Regions from separate parts of the Danio rerio genome. Here region 2 is linked to region 1. The links are chromatin contacts, called in public HiChIP or PLAC-seq maps. All regions are on one chromosome and are shown on one strand. Each heading gives the region's core, a stretch centred on a gene start, on an enhancer-like site or on the middle of the called end of the contact. The rest is flanking DNA. Distances are from core to core; before and after follow the strand shown. Region 1 holds the start of bnip1b (BCL2 interacting protein 1b). Region 2 holds the start of crebrf (creb3 regulatory factor).

The links. HiChIP or PLAC-seq counts read pairs in DNA pulled down with a chosen protein or histone mark.
Region 2: a contact with region 1 is called in an H3K4me3 HiChIP or PLAC-seq map of gastrula embryo, with 2.7 times the contacts expected there. The contact joins the promoter of crebrf here to the promoter of bnip1b in region 1. A contact is called at or near these places in 1 of 18 Hi-C or Micro-C datasets (an unstated tissue) and 2 of 4 datasets of contacts at active chromatin or transcription factors (embryo and gastrula embryo).

The regions. Positions count from the first base shown.
Region 1 is chr21:45,211,146-45,216,522 of GRCz12tu, reverse strand. bnip1b (BCL2 interacting protein 1b) reads left to right here and starts at 2,450. Exons shown (of 6, transcript XM_001333689.10): 1 at 2,450-2,545; 2 at 2,713-2,805; 3 at 4,536-4,627; 4 at 4,737-4,838. The coding sequence starts at 2,450.
Region 2 is chr21:45,252,718-45,258,094 of GRCz12tu, reverse strand. crebrf (creb3 regulatory factor) reads left to right here and starts at 2,374. Exons shown (of 9, transcript XM_005170286.6): 1 at 2,374-2,493. LOC141379917 (a long non-coding RNA gene) reads right to left here and starts at 2,893. Exons shown (of 4, transcript XR_012396939.1): 1 at 2,687-2,893.

The sequences.
Region 1 (5,377 bases), core at 1,201-3,700:
TCGCTCTGTTTTTGGACGCCTTTGACTTCTGGCAGCAAATCAGCAAATTTCTCAGTCAAAATGAAACCAGAAACTTTCCCTTATTATTCTCTGAACAGCTGTGGTGTTGTGCTTTCCTTTTTTACAGTTGTTTGCATGTAAGAACTTATTATAAATAGTGCAATTCTAGTTTCCTGATAGAGCAAATAATATACATAGACCCGCTTGTTTATTAGGTAAACCTTACTGGAACCGGGTTGGACCTGCTTTCGCATTTAGAACCACCTTAATCCTTTGTGGCATAGATTCATCAAGATACTGGAAATATTCCTCAAGGATTTTGGTTCATATTGACATGATAGCATCACACAGTTGCTGCACACGAACACACCACCACCACCAGCCTGAACCGATGCTACAATGCAGGATGGATCCATGCTTTCATGCTGTTGATGCCCAATTCTGACCCTACCATCCAAACGTTGCAGCAGAAATTGAGACTCATCAGACCAGGCAACATATTTCCAGTCTTCTATTGTCCAATTTTGGTGAGAATGTGCCAATTGTAGCCTCAGTTTCCTGTTCTTAGCTGACAGCAGTGGCGCTCTCTGTGGTCTTCAGCTGCTGTAGCCCATCCGTCTCAAGGTTGGACATGTTGTGCGTTCAGAGACGCTCTTCTGCAGACCTCAGTTGTAACAAGTGGTTATTTGAGTTACTGTTGCCTCTCTATCAGCTGGAACCAGTCTGGCCATTCTCCTCTGATCTCTGGCATCAACAAGGCATTTGCGCCCACAGAACTGCCGCTCACTGGATTTTTTCTCTTTTTTTTTGGACCATCTCTTTAAACCCTAGAGATGGTTGTGCGTGAAGATCCCCGTAGATTAGCAGTTTCTGAAACACTCAGACCAGCCCGTCTGGCACCAACAACCATGCCACATTCAAAGTCACTTAAATCACCTTTCTTCCCCATTCTGATGCTCGGTTTGAACTGCAGCAGATCGTCTTGACCATGTCTACATGCCTAAATGCACTGAGGTGCTGTCATACTTATTAGAAATTTGCATTAACGAGCAGTTGGACAGGTGTACCTAATAAAGTGGCCAGTGGGTGTACATTACAGCTGAGTAAATTTATTTTTTATTGTGTGTTTTAATATATCTTTTAGTTAATGTACAGATTTTATTTGAGGAAAGGTAAAAAAATAAAATCTTAATTTTATAATAATCAAACATTTTTATCTTGCTTTACACCACTTTAACATTAAGGTAAAGTTGGGTTTATATTCGCACATTCGTTCATTTAACTGTCTCTATATTGTTTACCACCCTAATTTGAATATTCGGTCAGAATTAGCATGCAAGTATGACTTTAAAACAACATTAGCACTATCTAACTGACTGTAAACATGGTTGTACTTTGATAATCATTGACTGCTAATGTGATTTCCCTATTTAAAATTTGGACAGAATACTTTCTCAAATCATATTATTAGGGAGAATGTCTGAATATCCGAATATAAGGCCAACTTTACCTCTATCTCTTCAATGATGTTACAGCCCTTTTATATATATCAATAATCTAATCAGCCATTTTCATAACAAAGATTTGGTGACATTAAAAGACTTGGAGTGTATCAAAAGAGCAGGAAGACTTACTGAGGTAATGTTGACCTTTCAGTGACAACTTGTGACATACTCCCATTATTGTTTACTATGGTACTTTGAATATTCGCTCTAAAATCACATGTAAGAATGACTTGAAAACAACATTAGCACTATTTATTTGACCATGAACGATGATGTGGCTGCTAAGATTTAGCATATCTGCTAAGATATGATTTCACTATTTAGAATTTACGAAGAATACTTTTCTGAAAATATATTATTAGGGAGAAAGTCTGAATGTGTGGATATAAAACAAACTTTACCTCAGTTACAGCCCTGCTGAAAAATCCAGCTTAAACCTGCCTAGGCTGGTTGACCGGTTTTAGCTGGTTGACCAGCCTGGTTTTAGAGGGGTTTTGGCCATTTCCATCCTGGTCTTAGCTGGTCTGTCTGGAAAATGACCAGCTAAAACCAGCTTGACCAGCCTGGTTAAGCTGGACATAGCTGGTTTTGGCTGGGCTCCTAGCTTGGCTAGGCTGGTCAAGCTGGTCCAGGCTGAAAATGGCTGGAAACCAGCCTGGAAATGGCCCAAACCCCTCTAAAACCAGTCTGGTTAACCAGCTAAAACCAGCCAACCAGCCTAGGCTAGTTTAAGCTGTTTTTTTTTTTTTTTTTTTTTAGAGTGTATGCAATATTTTATTTGACGAAAATTATATAAATCATTGAAGTAAACATGTTTAGCCTCGTGAGCTTTCTATATTTCTATGCTACAACAAAATAAGACAAAAAAAAATTGTACCCAGATCAGTTTTGAGAGCGCATCTAAAAAGGCGCTACTATAGCGTTTGGACCTTCTGTCGTACCGTATGACAACAAACATGGCGTCTTCCTCTGATGTACATGTCCGAATATGTGGCCAAGAGATTATCAAATACGACCTGGAAATCAAAGCTATAATTCAGGTAGACGACATTCTTGAAATTAACATTAATAATGGCATTACTGATATATACATTGACAGATAGTAAGACAAATATTTGGCCGTATTCGCTGGTGTGTGTGTAATTGTCAACACGAAACCCAAATGTCAATTCTTCTTTATAAATGTGTGTTTTTTGGGTCGTGTCAGGATATAAGAGAGTGCTGTGGGCCACAGGCGGTGCTGATGGAGCTAAATTCAACAGTCAAGGAGAAGTTCAGTCTCTTAAGACAGAGAATTCAGGTACATTTGTCATTTCACAACACACGAATTGAGAAGAATCTAGAATCTACGTGTTGTTTTAATCTCTATTGGTTTTCTGTAAATAAAGTAAAAATTAAAACAAATAGAAATAATGATTTTCTTGTAAATGATGTGTAATTGATGTATATTAAATAAAAATGTATAATTTTAATATTTAATAATGCGTTTGCTTAAGGAAAGTCTTGATAATTTCTGTTATTATCGTGCTAATTTCATTGAGGTTAAGGCGGTCTTATATTCACACATTCCGACATTTCCCCTCAGAAAAGTATTGTTTGCAAATTCTAAATAGTGAAATCATATTAGCAGCCACTGACTATCAAAGTATAACATTGTTCACAGTCAATTAAATAGTGCTAATATTGTTTTGAAGTCATACTTACATGGGATATCAGACGGAATACTCAAAAGGTACCATGGTAAACAGGGAGAGTTTCATTGGTCGTCACTGATCAAATGTGCGAACATAAAACCAACTTTACCTCAATGCTAATTTTTATAATAATGCTAGTGTGATTACAGCTAGATTATATCAAGTTTTGTAGAGATTTTAATCATTTTTATTAAACAATACATCATAAGCTAAAATGATGATGTATCTAATAGGCATGGAACGCTAACTGTTTTCAAGGCATACAGTGGTTTGGAAAAGTCAAGGTTTTAAAACTACCAAGACTTTCTGCTATACAGTTTCTACAATTTATGTAAGATTTTTGTTTTATGACAGCAGTATCTCTAGCAGAAAAAATATCCAAGGATGCCGTTCTTAATTGGAAAGAAATCTGCGATTCATCTGAATTATTTAGCCTGACATGTTTACTGTTTTTAAAATATTTTACATTTTTCTCAGAATAAAATAGATTGTGTTTAAAGGGGAAAAAAGTTTTTTTTTCTTATTCAGACAAAAAAAAAAAAACTTTGTCAGTTTATTCATGACAATCTGCTTTTGTATAATGTTATTATTATTGGCAGTATTAATTATTATATGCATATCTATATTTGTTTTATTAAAAACAAGCTTAGATTTGCCCAGTTGTCAGGTTTTAGAGCATAGGGGCGCAGCATGTGTATTTGGAAAAACTTTATGACCACACTTCGGTATTGTTCTTCATTTATTTGTTTGCTGGAAATTAGAACTGAGTTTAGAAATAGTTTTGAAACGAATCTTTGCGCTTAACAAACGAAATTAATTAGGCTAACGGATGTCTGTGCATACAACACGTTTGATGAAACGATGAAAGTGAAGAATGAGGAGGCTCATTCTTTATCCTCTCGCTGCAGATGCTCTGTTTAACTTGCTAGTGAAGCGTTCAGTTTTTACACTTACACCGTCCACCATGTAAATAGCAAATGCACTATGACGCGACACAACTAACTCTTAAAGGGAGTGGAAGATGAGAGATCAGTGCCAGTGGCTATCCTGAAAGCAAGCATTAATGATTTGAACTTCGACCAACAAAGAGAGATAAAGAGAGGTCTTTTATTTTTAATTAAACATATAGACATACTTCCCAAGATACCAGAAATTAATTCTAAACAAAATGAGCTACTCTTTCTTCCTTACTATTCCCACAAAAATACCAGAAACAAATTAAAGTTTCATTTTGTCTGAACTTTAGATAAACAAAAAAGCGTTTCCCTGTTACTTTATTCATCCGTGTTTTCAGGGTTAACCTTGTATTCGAAAAGTCTGCATTTTCTTTTGATAGGACATGGAGCAGATGGCGAAAGAACAAGATAGAGAGACTGATAAACAAGCTCTGTTGAGCGAAACCGAAGGCCATCGGAAGCAGATGTTAAGGTTAGAGAGAAACAGTTGTTTATTGTCTTGTTTTTTTTTCCTGATTACATGCTGAATGTCAGATGTAATGCTTTAATTATACAATATCATCACTAATCTCCTTTCTCAGTAACCAGATGGCATGGAGGAAAGCAAACCTGGCCTGCAAACTGGCCATTGATAACCTGGAGAAGGACGAACTGCTTCAAGGAGGAGATGCGGTGAGGCAGAGGTCAGTCATACTGCTGTCAGGGGCACATTTCAGCCAATCACAATTGACATTTCATTTTGTAAAAAAAAAAAAATAAATATATATATATACATATATATATATATATATATAAATATATATATATATATATATATATATATATATATATATATATATATATATATATATATATATATATATAAAAAAATAACTAATTAATCGCACCTTTTTTAAAAAATTATCGCGATTAATCGCATTTAAAATACTGAAACTTGTAATTTTGGCTATTTAAATGTAAAATTAATGTAAACGCAAGACAAAAACTATTTAAATTCAAAATATAATTGTTATTAGAATTTTTGTTTAACTTGTAACACAGATTTTTTTTTCATGTAAACAACATACCCACAATAAACCATCAAGATCCTGGCTTAACAGCCATATTTATTACAGAAATTAAAATACAGTCATATTAATGCCATTTCAATTTCAAAACAATCAATGCCAATAAAAAAAACATTGATTTCCATGTTGGATTCTAAGTGGACTGCAAAAAAATG
Region 2 (5,377 bases), core at 1,125-3,624, 42 kb before region 1:
GAGACCTTTGTTCATCTTCTGCGCACAAATATAAATGTTTAAGGGTGTTCTCATACTACGTACAGTTGCCTTAAACTGTGCTGAAGCACGATTGTCGCCCCTCTCCCCTGACGGCCTGCACTCACACTCCTTTTACCTTCCGAGCCTGAGCATGCTCATGTCATCAATGATGCAGCTGTTCAGTTTAAGAGGAAGAGCAGCGCTCTCGCTCAGCACAGCGGAGATTTCTTTAGTTATATAGTTTTGGTCGTTTGGGATGCGGTGATACGCAGTTAAATACCTCGCCGAACAGATCAGCCACTTTTGACACTTATAAATGATCAAAAAAGTCTTTAATAAAGGGGTTTGCATCTTAATAAACTACAACAGTTTGCACTCATTAAAAAGTAAGAATGATTTAAAAATCCAAATGAAATAGTCCCTTAATAGAGAAGTTGCGTCTTCAGTTTCGGGCTCAGGCACACTTTGCACTCACACTTCAAGCATACAGCGCCAAAGCCCAACCTTACCACACTCACCTCTTCCAACTGGGCCAAGGCCGGCCAACTGAACAGCGCCTGAGCCCGATTCAGACCACTTACACTTGTCAAACAACCCGGGAAACACACCTGGAGCAAGGTTCGGATTGCAAGTGCACCCTTAGATGAAGATCCAAGAGCTCTCTCATCCTCCATAGATGATAGCAACAGTCCTGAGATATTCAAAGTCCAGAAAAGAACCAAAAACATTCTCAAGACATTGCATATGACTTCCTTTGTAATACTTCAAAGCTAGATAGAAAGACAGACAGACAGGATAGACAGATAGAGATATGGATAGATGAGATGGATAGATGGACAGAGAGGACAGACAGACAGACAGGTAGGTAGGTAGACAGGATAGACAAATGGATGGATGGATGGATGGATGGATGGATGGACAGACGACAGTCAGACAGACAGGATAAATATATAAACCTACAAGATAGATAGACAGACAGGATAGGTAGACAGACAAGACAGACTGAATAAACAGATAAACCAACAAGACAGACAGACAGACGGGATGGATAGATAAGCAGTTAGACAGACAGGATAAACAGATAAACTGACAAGATAGATAGTCAGACAGGATAGATAGCTAAACCGACAAGATAGATAGACAGACAGGGAAGGTAGACAGACAGACAGACTGAATGAACTCATAAACCGACAAGACAAAGAGACAGACGGGATGGATAGATAGATAGATAGATAGATAGATAGATAGATAGATAGATAGATAGATAGATAGATAGATAGATAGATAGATAGATAGATAGATAGATAGATAGATAGATAGATAGATAGATAGATACATGATGATGGATGGAAAGACAGACGGACGGACAAATAGAGAGACAGACTTGATCGATAGATAAAAAGACAGGCAGGATAAACAGATAAACCGACAAGATAGATAGACAGACAGACATAATGGATAGACAGAGAAACAGACAGGATAAACAGATAAACTGACCAGATAGCTAGACAGACAGACAGACAGAAAGATAGATAGATAGACAGACAGACAGACAGACAGACAGACAGACAGACAGACAGACAAACAGTCATGATAGATAGATAAACAGACAGACAGGATAAACAGATAAACCGACAGGATATATAGGTAAACAGACAGACAGACAGGATAAACAGATAAACCGGCAAGATAGACAGACAGACAGACATACATACATACAGATAGACAGACAGACAGACAGACAGACAGACAGACAGACAGGATAAACAGATAAACCGGCAAGACAGACAGACAGACAGACAGACAGATAGATAGATAGATAGAGAGAGAGAGAGAGAGAGAGAGAGAGACAGACAGACAGACAGACAGACAGGATAGAAAGGTAGACAGACAGACTCTATGTAGATCCCAGCTCTAACCTCTCTGGGCATTCACTTAAACTACTTGAAGAACATCCTGAGATGCTGTTCCAACATTCCTGGAGAAGTTCCCATCTATTCAGAACACTTGTGCTGCTGGCTGTCTTTCCCTCACAACCAAATCCAAGAAAAAGAAAAACGTTATCAAAAGAAATTCATACAACTGCACATCAAAGATTACAAAAAATATTTTAATTTCTGCCTGTGGTTAATATAATATAATATAATATAATATAATATAATATAATATAATATAATATAATATAATATAATATAATATAATATAATATAATATAATATAATATAATCACCGTTAAGTAGTGTATGAAAGCTCTGCACAAAGATATTTAAATGACTTGTTTTTCTGATGAAAGAGCGCTCGCCGTGATTGGCCAGTGCAGAAGCACGTGACGAGGCAGTCACGCGCTTTCCAGGAACCCGTCAGGAAGAAGATAAACAAAACAAACCAGAGAGGAAGACGGCGTGGATTGAGAAGAAATGACATTAAGTTTTCCTAAAGACGAGTAAAATTGGAGTTACCACCTATTTTCGCTAGTGCGTGGGTAGCTTGAAGGTGAGTCACCTTTTTGACTATGACAGCGCTGTGAAGCGTGTGTGGACAGTTGTTTGAGGATGATCAAAACATTGCTTCTTGTAGCTAGCTCTCGGGCTAAGTTTCGCTAGCAGAGGGGAGGGACACGGAGGCCATAGTGTGAAAGCAGCGCTCCAGTTCCTTTTTAAACTCTAACCAGTTTTCATTTGTTTACCTCACTGGTTGTGGGATAATATGTGTGGTCTGTCATCCTGAGGTGCCCGTTTGTCCTTTCAGATCAATATTTTCCCCCGGCGGTTGCTTAGCTGGCGCTGAGTAAGGGCAGAAGATGTTGCTTGTTAGCTTTCAGTTACACAAGAACTTCTAGAACATTACTCCCCGAGTCTAGTCCTGGAGGACACCAGCAATGCAGCTCACATTTGAGTTGACACACCCACACCTCATATTCAAATCTGAATTGATGTGCTGATCATCTAAATTAGACGTGCTTAATGCGTATTTGGATACTGCACTTTCACAATAGTGAAATCAGTGTGTATTTATTGGAGGTTAGTTAGGCTGGAGTGTTTGTGTGTGTTGTGAATCTCCATGGACGAGTCTGTCAAGCCGTACATTATCACAATAAACATGCTACTGATTGAATTGACACAATTACACACAGATTAGTTGTTTAAAAGTTGAAAACGCCTGATAAATGGAATTAAAAGCAATGCTAGGCTATGGTGAATTGATTGATCACTCGAGTTGATGGGTGATTTGTAGACTTGTGTGTTTATAGATGATCAACCCGACATGTCTATAAGGGTACACGCCCCCCATCTGCACGATGCAAAGTGAAATCGAAACACGATAGTTTCCCTGATATCAGCAATGCTTTGGAATACTCTTAACTATGCTAAATGAGTTTAATATGTTTTGTTTGTGCACCTAAATATCTTGAAATATATATTTCAGATGCGTTTGAACTGCTCGTTTTTATCGTAGGATAATGCTCATTAACTTAGCTACTTGATGAGTTCATAATTTGTCTGTGAGCTAACTTTATGCGGGAATAACGCTTTGCATTCCATCTGTTTACGTAACGTGGGGAGGCCCGCAATATTGTTTGTTGCTTGTTGACTCAACCGAGCGCTATGGGGCGGGGCGTTTATGCGCAATTGCTCATGATCGACAGCGAGCCTTTCTGTCGTATATACGCGGAGGCGGGCTGTGTATTTGCATACAGCCAATCAGAAAGCCGCTAAGCGTGGGCGTTGGCGCAGGATCGCTGCGGATTAGGTTGACGCGATTTGTTTTTGAAGGGGGCCATGTTGGGTTCAGAATGTTGTCAAGTGTTAGTAGGTCAGAATAAAATATGATCTCGGCCATAATATTCAAGGCACGCTATTCGTTAATGTACGTTTCATCATGTGTCTGTTAAATGCAGTCTTAGCGCATGCGCATGTAGGTCAGTCATCTGCCTTTATGTAAACATTGGTCACCTATAGAAGGGATTGCATTACATCTGCTTGAGCTTACTGTATGCTCATTTGTTTGGTATGAACACGTGGTATATGATGAAGAGAGAGAGAGAAGTGTGCAAGCAGTGATGTTTGAGATGAATGTCATAACAGTTTGATTGACAGTTCATGCAGATAGTAGAGTAAGTCTATTTATAGTAGATGAGTTGGTGGCATTTCACTTTTATTTTCTTGATATTGCAATGGCATAGAATTTTTGCTTGAATGTACCATATTTTTTTGAATAGTACATAAGTACAAGCTTTTCTTAATTTAATTTAATTATTTATTCAGGCTGATGTTATTCAGAGGGTCAGCATTGAAATGTTGCTTGAATGTACCGTGTTATTTATTGTCTTAATAGTACATAAATCATTTTTCAATAGGTAAGCAATTATGTTTTACCCCAAACAAGCTTTTCGTAATTTAATTTCATTATTTATTCAGCTTCTCATGTTGTTTAGAGGGTCGGGATTAAATTGTTGCTTAAATGTACATTATTATTTATCTTCTAAGTAGTACCTGCATTGTTTTTCCAATAGGTAAGCAATTATGTTTTCCCCAAATTAAGCTTTTCTTAATTTAATTTAATTATTTTTTCAGCTTCTCTTGTTATTCAGAGGGTCGGTATTGAAATGTTGCCTGAGTGTACATTATTATTTCTTGTCTAAGTTGTACATAACAAATTTTTCAATTGTTAAGCAATTATGTTTTACCCAAAACAAGCTTTATTTTAATTTTAAATGTATTATTTATTCAGGCTGATGTTATTCAGAGGGTCAGCATTGAAATGTTGCTTGAATGTACCGTATTATTTATTGCCTCAATAGTACATAAATCATTTTTCAATAGGTAAGCAATTATGCTTTACCCCAAACAAGCTTTTCTTAATTTAATTTAATTATTTATTCAGCTTTTCATGTTATTTAGAGGGTCGGGATTGAATTGTTGCTTGAATGTACATTATTATTTATCTTCCAAGTAGTACCTGCATTGTTTTTTAATAAGTAAGCAATTATGTTTTACCCAAAACAAGCTTTTCTTCATTTAATTTAATTATTTATTCAGGCTCTCTTGTTATTCAGAGGGTCGGCATTGAAATGTTGCCTGAATGTACATTATTATTTCTTGTCTAAGTGGTACATAACAAATTTTATAATTGGAAAGCAATTATGTTTTACCCAAAACAAGCTTTTCTTAATTTAATTTCATTATTTATTCAGCTTCTCGTGTTATACAGAGGGTCTGCATTGAAATGTTGCTCGAATGTACATTATAATTTATTGTCTTAATAGTACCTAAATCATTTTGAATTGGTAAGCAATTATGTTTTTCCCCAAACAAGCTTTTAATATAAATGTATAATTTATTCAGCCTCATGTTATTTAGAGAGTAAGCATTGAAAG